Linked DNA regions of Sus scrofa: all the other regions are linked to region 2. Evidence: chromatin contacts called from public HiChIP or PLAC-seq and promoter capture Hi-C data. All regions are on one chromosome and are shown on one strand. The core of a region is the stretch at or near the end of the contact, and the rest is flanking DNA. Distances in the headings are between cores, read along the strand shown. Region 1 holds the start of KNL1 (kinetochore scaffold 1). Region 2 holds the start of GCHFR (GTP cyclohydrolase I feedback regulator). Region 3 holds the start of RPUSD2 (RNA pseudouridylate synthase domain-containing protein 2).

Region 1 (3,252 bases), core at 671-3,170, 170 kb after region 2:
AAATCTTACAATGCATTAACTCCCCATCTCTATAAATCATTCTTCAAGTACCACCTCAAATGCCACTGTCTCAAGAAACCTCCTTTAGTCTCCAATGCCAAAAAGCATCAAATAAGCTCTCCTATTCTGTGCTCCTATAATCCTTTAGAATATCCTACAATCCTTTACATAGTCTTGTCTTATAATTACTTGTGCATATTAATTCTTTGCTTTCTGAACTGTAAACTCTAGATGAGGGACTGAATCATCTGCTCCTGGCCCCAGTACAAGACAACAAGGAACCCAACGCATATCTGAGGAATTCGATTGCTCCAATTCAACTGAAAACTTCAATCTTAATAACTAAAGAAAGCTCTGCTTGGAGTTCCCATCGTTGCTCAGCGGTTAACGAATTCAACTAGAAACCAAGAGGTTGGCGGTTCGATCCCTGGCCTTGCTCAGTGGGTTAAGGATCCTGCGTTGCCATGAACTGTGGTGTAGGTTGCAGACTCGGCTCGGATCCCACGTTGCTGTGGCTCTGGTGTAGGCCGGTGGCTGGTGGCTGCAGCTCCGATTCGACCCCTAGCCTGGGAACCTCCATGTGCTGCGGGAGCGGCCCAAGAAATGGCAAAAAGACCAAAAATTAAAAAAATAAAGTAAGCTCTGCTTTTGTCTTCTCTGTCCCATTTCAATAAACCTCTTTTAAATTCCAATCGGCGGCGACAGCAGATGTAAAATGGATATACACAGAATGGATAAGGTCCTAGAGTGTAGCACAGGGAAATATATTGAGTAGCCTGTAATAAACTATTATGGAAAAGAATATTAAAAAGAATGTATATATTATATATATGTGTGTATATATATATATCTGAATCACTGTAAGTAGAAATTACACAACTTTGTAAGTCAACTATACCTCAATTTCTAAAAAATGCAAATAAATCATTTATGTAAAAAAAATTCCAATCAGCAATATATTTTTGCAGAACCTTTTTCTTCACTTCTAGTATTGAGATAAACAGCAAGAAAAGGTTCTTTAATTCTGGCCTAAAAGATATTTGTGGCGAACTAACACTGGCTTTATTAGTTAATGTTGTTCCATCCGAAGGAAACCAAAATTTGCTTAGTGCTGCTGTCACTCGGCTCAGACACTATAAATAAACTACAAGCGGGGAGTTTAAATTCACCTACTGCTGTCACTTCATTTACAGCCAAGAAAAGACTGAGTACAAAATGCCAACAGCCGTGAGTTCCCTCGGGAAGAGAACTCAAGGGCGAAGAAGGGTCCCGAAGCCCTGACAGAAGATGGCGGGGCGGGGCAAGGCGCCGCGGACTAGCGACCTCGGGCGGCCCGAGGGGCCCAGGTGTAGATGGTGACTGCTAGGGAGGAGGGAGGAGGAAGGCGGCAAGACGTGCAGGCCGAGGTCAGAAAAGAAAGAGCCCAGCACCCGGGCAGAATCTTTTCTACTCAGCCGCGCGCGTTCCGAGGTAGCCTGGCTGTAGCAGCGTCCCCTACCTCCCACCCGGGGACCTTCCGACCGCACGTACAAAATCTAAGGTAACCCCTCCCCAGAAGTCCAGGACGAAACTTACCCGCTGCGGCCCAAGTGCTTGACAAAAATCCCAGACTTGTTTGGGGTCAGCACACTTCCCTAGAAGCTACTCACCGCCGCCTCAGGACATCACCTCACAACGCCCAGCAGCCTCAGCGCAGCATTCAAATCTAACCGCCTAGCTGAAGCGCATGCGCAAAGCCGCTCCACGCTTCGGCTCCGCCCCCTAGGCTCCAGAGCTTTTCTAAGACTCCTTTAATGAAACTTCCTTTCAAGCCAATTTTATTTCTTTCAGGGTTATCTCATTTTCTATCGAATCTTCCTTTGTCCTTCCCTACTGCAAATCCCGCACAGCATGGGAGCGGCCATCTTCTTTTTATTTCTTGCTGTAAAAAATTATCGGATCTTTGCTTCCGTACAAAATGGTGGCTTCCATTATATTACGTCACATCCCCCTCGTGTTACTCCCTATAGCTACCGGGAAGATTTAGGCTTCTGGGACGAGGTGGCCGAGTGGTTAAGGCGATGGACTGCTAATCCATTGTGCTCTGCACGCGTGGGTTCGAATCCCATCCTCGTCGAAAATAGCTTTTGCCTCTGAGATAAACTCAAATTTGCCTACAGAATGGAAACAGTTGAATATTCATTTCTGGTAGAATAAACTAGTCAATTTAGTACCTCCGGTTGGACTCTTTGAAAGACGGGTTTTGGAGCACTCTGACATCATAGATAAAGAAAATGGAGAGAAAGAGACTCTGGGAATTAGAGTTTAATTAAAAATGGATTTAATTTAATTTCTCATTTTCTTTTTTTTTTTTAATTCTGTTCTCTCCATCCTGAACAGCATTCTCCAGCCCCCCAACTCAATGACACCTTAGGATGCAGCCTGGGCATTACCTACTGAGGAACCCTTCCGGGCTTGGTGCCCCCATTTTTCCTCCCCAAATTTTCTGAACAATCATTTTCTGCAGTGTCTCACCTCCCTGACATACTAACAGCTCCTAGAGGGTGAGGGCATGTCTCTTTTCTCCACATCTCTACAACATAGCAAAAACTCTGCCACAAAACAGCATTTTAAAATATTTGCTGAGTAAATATATGTTTTTTAAGGGAGCAAGGAATTAGTCTGATTTTAAAAATAATAACCATGATGCTAAAAATATGTCTGGAAGAGACTAACAAGGTAGTTAGTCCCTCTTCAGTAAATGCATATCAGAGGCACCTTCTGAAAGCATGACAACTTTGCTTGACAGCCATCCTGGTGAAACTTGTAGCCTATGACTAACTAAGCAAGAGATTGTGTTTGAGGAGATGGGGGTGATCTGGATCCCCATGAAGCAGTGAGGCAGAAAGGGGCACAGGGAGAGAGCAGAAACAGAATAACCTGGGAATGACCTTACCACCTCCTATGAAGGGAGACATTTATCCAGAGGATTTTCATTTCTTGTTAATGAAGTACGCAACAGTGAGTAAAATTCTGCAATTATTCCTATTCTTGTATGTTCAATGGTCTGCTCCATATTAATTAACTCAGCCTCTGAATGAGGGACTTTGATTACTGTGGACTCTTACCCCAAGGTTTCCAATATCTGTCCTTACTATGAAATATCAGGTTTCACTTCCAAAGCTAGCAAGGGGCACTGTTCAGGATTTTCTTTCAGCCCCCAGCAGGCTGCAGGTACTTAAGAAAAGTATACAACATTAAAAAGATGTTGAC
Region 2 (3,126 bases), core at 162-2,661:
TCAGGCTTAAAGAGTGCTTCTAGAGGTTTGTCAAGAGACCCAGAAGCATACATTTTAACAACTACACAGCTGACTGGGTTTTTTGTCTGTTTGGTTTTGGGTTTGTTTTTGTTTTTTGTCTTTTTAGGGCAGCACCCAGGGTGTTTGGAGGTTCCCAGGCTAGGAGTCAAATCATAGCTTTAGCTGCCGGCCTACCCCACAGCCACAGCAACACAGGATCTGAGTGGCATCTTCTGCCTACACCACAGCTCACGGCAACATGGGATCATTTTAACCCACTGAGCAAGGCCAGGGATCAAACCTTCGTCCTCGTGGATGCTAGTCTATTCGTTTCTGCTGCCCCACAATGGGAACCCCCTAACTGGTTCTTAAAACACTGTGACACTGCCAAGACCCCTCCTGTCCAATGGTGAGCCCACCTGCTATTTCCTGCATCCCAAGGGAGCTGGGTACTCTCTGATGGACCCTCCAAGCCCTGGGGAGGGAGAGGGCAGAAGAACAAACATCCTGCTGCCCATCTGGGGGACCCAGTCATATTCAGAAACTAATAGGGGATTCCTGGAGCGGCCAGCATCTTCTTTTTTGCAGAGTAAACTGAAAAGGGGCGTGGCTTTTGATGGTGCCTGGTTTTCTTAAACCTCTAACCCCATGGGCTGTCTCTGGTTCTTCTCTTCCTTTCCTAAGGCCTCAGGGAGAGCTTTTCCTGGAAGTGCCTAAGGGTGCAGCTAGTAGCTGTGGGTGAGGTCACTTGGCACAGGTGTTTGAGCATCTTCATCCTTTCCTTTCCCAAACCTCTTTCCCTTGGGTTAGTCCCCACCCCATGCCGCGCATAGCGGTTCTGTGTAGGGCAGTGGATGCTGCACGTGTGAGACCGGAACTTCCTGGGTCCCCCCGGAGTCTCCGATCTCCTGCAGGCAGGTAGGACTGGAGCCGCAGGCGCCTGCAGCTTGCTTGGTGGCGGGGAGGACATGCACCTGGCCCCCTTCGCGGCCTTGAGGCGCCGGGCCGCAGGAGCTCGCAGAGTCCCTGGATCCCGCCTGGGTTCGATCCACAGCCTCCCTCCCCCGCGGGCCGGGGGGCGTGTCCCGGGTAGCTTCCGGGTCCAGCCTTCAGAGGGCATGGCCCTGGATAGAGGCACCAATGTGCGGTCTGCAGCGCCGTCCTGCCCCCCCCCGCCCCCCGGCTCTCTCCCTCCACCCCATGCTCCTGGCCGTGGCCCCGGCCCAACGCCAACTTCCAAGAACAGCGGACAGATAACTAACTCACCATGCGGATCTGGGTGCTGATGAGCAGGTAGGGCATGGTGGGCACGACCCGGCCGGGCTACCTCTCTGCCCTTTAGGCCAGCGCGGACTCCAGCCGCTTGTACTTGGTCTGCAACCCTCCGCCCGGAGTCCGGTTACTCTGGCTGTGGCCTCCGGCGACGCCAATCCCAGAGCGCCTAGTCCGTGACCGCCAGCGGCCGACCAATCAGGAACGTTTGCCCGTGACGCGCCCCGAAGCTCAGCGATTCGGGTCCTGCCCCCTACCCTCCTGCTACGCACTGGGACCCGCCCAGCCAGCTACCTTCTTCCTCAGATCTTCCGGAGACCAGGAGGGGGCTGTGTGTTGGGGAGGCCGCCCCTGCACCCCCGCACTGAAGGCTGGGGTAGCCCGCCGGGCTCGGCTGGCTGGGGGGCCGTGGCGCTCTGCTCGCTAGTTGACTTTGCACTCTGTTACTGCAACGCCTGCAGAGTAACAGGTTCCAAAGTCGTGCTGGTCCCTCCTACCCCCCCACCCCCCCACACCACCACCACCACCCAGTGAAATGGAGCAGGGAGCAAATAGCGACCCTACTGAGGCTTCCTAAGCTCCTGCCTATCCCACCCAGTGACGTTTCTAAAGCATTTAGCGGATCCCCACTTCCTGGCCCCAAGACTGTCTCCTGAGATTCCTTCAGTGCTTCAGCAATTGCTTTGGGTGCACTTACGCATTCCCGCCTCTGACTTTAATTCTTAGTACAGCGGCGGAAGCTTGCACTTCTGTGGCCCTGTAGGTAAATCCGTAAAGGGAACTGAGCGGTTGGCTGAGCTCCAGGCCTGAAGGGACTAAAACTAATGGAATCTGGACCTCAGTTCTCAGAGCTTCCCTCGAATCTGGAGAGACCCGGCACCATGAGCAAGAGATCACAAGGCAACATTTGGGGGAAAAAAAATTTCCTCACACAAGCCACCAAAGAGAGAGCAGCGAGTTTAACTCCCGTTTCCACCCCCTCATCTGGATGTATCAAAATCTGACAGCTCAATTTTTTTTTTTTTTTTTTTTTTTTGCTTTTTTGCCTTTTTAAGGCCGCACCTGCAGCATATGGAGATTCCCAGGCTAGGGGTCTAATCGGAGCTGTAGCCATTGGCCTACGCCAGAGCCACAGCAACGCCAAATCGGAGCTCCGTCTGCAACCCACACCACAGCTCACGGCAACGCTGGATCCTTAACCCACTGAGCAAGGCCAGAGATGGAACCACAACCTCATGATTCCTAGTCGGATTCGCTTCCGCTGCACCACGACAGGAACTCTGGACAGAGCAACATTCTTTATCTGCCTCGTTGTGATTGGTTCTCTAAAAAGCAAAGCCAAATGAAGACAGGCTGTAACCTTCCCTCCCAGGCCCCTGAAAAATCTTCATTTCACCGAAGGACACTCATAGGGCATGCTCAGAACTTTCAGCACAGTGATGGATGTGAAGAGAGGTACAAGGAAAATGGAAAATTGTAATCCTAAAGAATCCTTACTGTTTATTATCCTCTACTCTCTAACCCTATTATCTACCTCCAAGACCAACAGTTTAGCTAGAAAGAAAAGACATGTTTGTGCTCAAAAAAGGATTTGGTAAACTGACAAATGATCAATGCCCAGGACATATAGAGAATGCATGCCAATTAGAAAAAGATAAATGAGTAGAAGAAACATGGGCAAGTGACTCCAGTAGGCACTTTTCAAAAGAGAGAGTGGAAATGACCAACAAACATATAACATGATGTTCAATATCATTAGAAATCCCAGAAATGCCAGTTAAACCCCAATGAGATACTGCTTTACAGATTTCCCAAAAGATAAGAAATCAAAATTTGTAAGCATCATATATTGGG
Region 3 (3,145 bases), core at 224-2,723, 180 kb after region 2:
CCCACAACCTTGGAGAGCCACTTCTACTGACACAGGTGTCTGATATCTCTTAGCTGTGATGTAATTTTAAAGGATCAAAGCACTGGGCTAGACAATTCTAGTCTCTATTCCTCTCATTTCACAAGTTTATCACATCAGGCTGTACGATAAATGTAGAACTTGTAAGAACACAGGCATTGGGAGTTCCTGTCAAGGCTCAGCAGGTTAAGGATCTGGCATTGCTGCGAGCTGTGGCGTGGGTCAGAGGTGGCTTGGATCTGACCCCTAGCCTGGGAACTTCCATATGCCGCACCTGAAAAACAAAGACAAAACAAACAAAAAAAGAAAACAGGCATTGGAGGTGGCAGTGCTGCCTTACCTCTGTGAGGTTTACCTTAGTTTCCTCAGCTTCCTAACAGGTAAGAGGTGGCAGCATTATCCACTCCACAAGGCTGTCATTAGAATTAAATGTTAAAGTACATAAAATGCTTAACTTTGTGCCCAGCACAGAGTCAGGGAATAAAAATGATGGTCTCCGTTATTACTATTTGTACAGAGATCTACAATGCAAGGTGGAAAGTCATCTGGGCCAGTGCCACAAGGCTGCATAAAAGAAGCTATAAGAATTCCAACTCCTGGCAACACAGAAGCCCCCTTGATAGAAGGGATAAGTGGACTGAGTTCTGAAGCATACAGGCTGTCTACTTGCAAAAATGGGCACTAAAAGAGTGTTCCAAATGAAAACGAGAACGCTTCAGAATTACCCCTATTTTACCCCAATACTTATGCCCTGGTAACTGTGAAAAAAGCCTTGCCCCTTTCCTTGCCCGCTTCCGGGCAGGCCCCATCAAGACTCCACCTTGAGCACAATGCTGAGGTCCTTCACGGGCTCCTCATTGAGGTGCAGGCGGCCCGCCCTGACCGCTGCCTCGTAGTAGGCCAGGGGCTGGGCTCGGAACTCGGTGCTGAAGACGTGCAGCAAGCTGTGGCCCACCCAGCGGCCTTTGCAGTAAGTCTGAAAGTCAAAATAGTAGGGCCGCACTTTGCGCAGGCCGCCCTCGAAATAGTAGCTGGTCTCGGCAAAGTGCTCATCGCTGAAGCTAACCCCTGCCCGTCGCTTCTTCGGGGGCGGCACGACACGCTCTCCGGTTGCGCCCCGCCGCTTCTTCCGCTTGCCTGGGCCGGGGGCTACGACCGGGGCCTGCTCCTCGATCTCGGAGGCCTGCTTCGCGTCTCCCGGGGCCAGCTCCACTCCAGGGCCCGCAGGCTCCAGGCTCTCTTGCGGTTCCCTAGGTTCGCCACCCGCAACTCCGTTTTGCTGAGCCGGGGCCTCCAGCCCGCCCGCGGCCTCGGCCCGGGTCGAGAGTGTTTCCGCCATGGGGTCCCTGCGGTCACCCCAAGTCCTGGCAAAGGTGAGACGCCGGAGGTTGGAGCACACTTGCCTAAGAACCGGGAGCCACAAGCGGCCGCCCAGCCACATAACCACGTGGCCGCGGCTTCTGGGTCGCGATCTGAGGACGTCACTTGGCATCAACCAATCATTGAGGCCTCGTGCCGGGATGGGACTGAGAGGGGAGTAGGAGCGAAGGGGTGAGTTGAAAGAGTTGAGAGGCTAGGAGAATGACTCATTAAAAGTGGAGATAACGTATAGATATGCTCAAAGTCTTGCGTCTGGAAAAACTCTTGAAAGGAGTTATTTAAAACAAAATAAAATGAGGATTTCTAAACTCTGGATATACTAAGAATCACTGTGTTGTTTACTTTAAAAAGATGTGATAGTTTGTGACTTAACTCGGTAAATTTGATATATATATGTAATTAAACTCACACACCCCAGAAGCAATGTTTTTACACTTGTCGATCCCCCTAACATCATGAGAAAGATTAGAGATCTCCTAGTTGCTTCCCATATGCTCCTGTCCCGAGATTAAAACTGCAAGTGGATCAGAAGATGTATTTGTCAGAGTTCTTAAATGCAAAATACTGAAACCAAAATACTTAAATGCAAAATACTGAAACCAATAATTTTTAATTTATAAAAGAGGAAATTTATTATTATTATTTTTTTAATTTCTTAGGGTCACACCCGCGGCATATAGAGGTTCCCAGGCTAGGGGTCAATCAGAGCTATAGCTGCTGGCCTATGCCCCAGCCACGTCACGAAGATCCAAATTTAGGCTGGGACCACACCACAGATCATGGCAACGCCAGATCCTTAAACCACTGAGCAAGGCCAGGGATGGAACCTGAGGTCTCATGGATGCTAGTCGTATTCGTTAACCGCTGAGCCACAAAGGAAACTCCAAAGAGAAAATTATTGAAAGGATATTACTGCCTCATAGAATTCACAAGAGAAAATTTAAAAAGAGCAGAAAGATCAACTGTTGGTGGGATTGAAGGAAAAACTATACACCCATACATTACTGGTGGAATTGTGCATCTGTCACACTCTTCTCAGAAAGCAATATGGCGTTTAATGAAATTTAAAACCGTACACACACTCACATACTCTTTAACCTAGCTATGCCATTCATGAGAATCCGTCCCTGAGTAAGAAAAAAAAATGTAGGTAAGGGTATATATACAAAGGTGTTTACTGCAATGTTGCTTTTTAGTGACCAAAAAATGGAAGCAAAGCAATCGCCCACTAAAAGTCGAATGAATGGATACATCATTCTTCATCACAAAATTCTGTTCATAACCATTAAAAAGAATGAAATCAAGCAAGTGCGGTTGACATAGGTTTTGTGGAATGAAAATAATAACGATAATAGCAAGCACTCATATATAGTGCTATTTTAAGTGCTGTATGTATTTTAACGCAGTGAATTCTCATAATAACCCTATAAGTGCTACCATCATTTTCCAGATGAGGTCACTGAAGCCCAGAGAACCTACAGGCAAGTAAATGGCGAGAAAAATAAGAGCCAGAAATGTGTAACATGATATAGTCTTTGTAAAAAATCTATTTAAAAAATGTATATTGTGTAATTCATTTAAAAAAAAAAAAGAATTCACAAGAGAGTTGGCGAACAAACTCAGAAACAGCCAAATCAAGAGAAGCCAAGGCCTCTGAGAACCAGCCACATGACAAAAAGGTGAATTTCATGGAGTGTGAATTACATTTCAATAACTTTTTGTTTGTTTGTTTTTGGCTGTGCCTATG

Evidence for each region. Promoter capture Hi-C pulls out the DNA fragments that hold promoters and counts their contacts. HiChIP or PLAC-seq counts read pairs in DNA pulled down with a chosen protein or histone mark.
Region 1: a contact with region 2 is called in an H3K27ac HiChIP or PLAC-seq map of skeletal muscle. The contact joins the promoter of KNL1 here to the promoter of GCHFR in region 2. A contact is called at or near these places in 2 of 2 datasets of contacts at active chromatin or transcription factors (alveolar macrophages and skeletal muscle).
Region 3: a promoter capture Hi-C map of liver shows a contact between it and region 2, with 6 times the contacts expected there. The contact joins the promoter of RPUSD2 here to the promoter of GCHFR in region 2. A contact is called at or near these places in 1 of 5 promoter capture datasets (liver) and 2 of 2 datasets of contacts at active chromatin or transcription factors (alveolar macrophages and skeletal muscle).

What each region holds. Positions count from the first base shown.
Region 1 is chr1:130,727,069-130,730,320 of Sscrofa11.1, forward strand. It overlaps KNL1 (kinetochore scaffold 1), which reads right to left and starts at 1,921. Exons shown (of 29, transcript XM_021097610.1): 1 at 1,650-1,921. TRNAS-GCU (a tRNA gene) reads left to right here and starts at 2,035; the gene lies at 2,035-2,116.
Region 2 is chr1:130,562,187-130,565,312 of Sscrofa11.1, forward strand. GCHFR (GTP cyclohydrolase I feedback regulator) reads right to left here and starts at 1,412. Exons shown (of 3, transcript NM_001243443.1): 1 at 1,267-1,412. The coding sequence starts at 1,302.
Region 3 is chr1:130,745,501-130,748,645 of Sscrofa11.1, forward strand. It overlaps RPUSD2 (RNA pseudouridylate synthase domain-containing protein 2), which reads right to left and starts at 1,474. Exons shown (of 4, transcript XM_021097613.1): 1 at 839-1,474. The coding sequence starts at 1,459.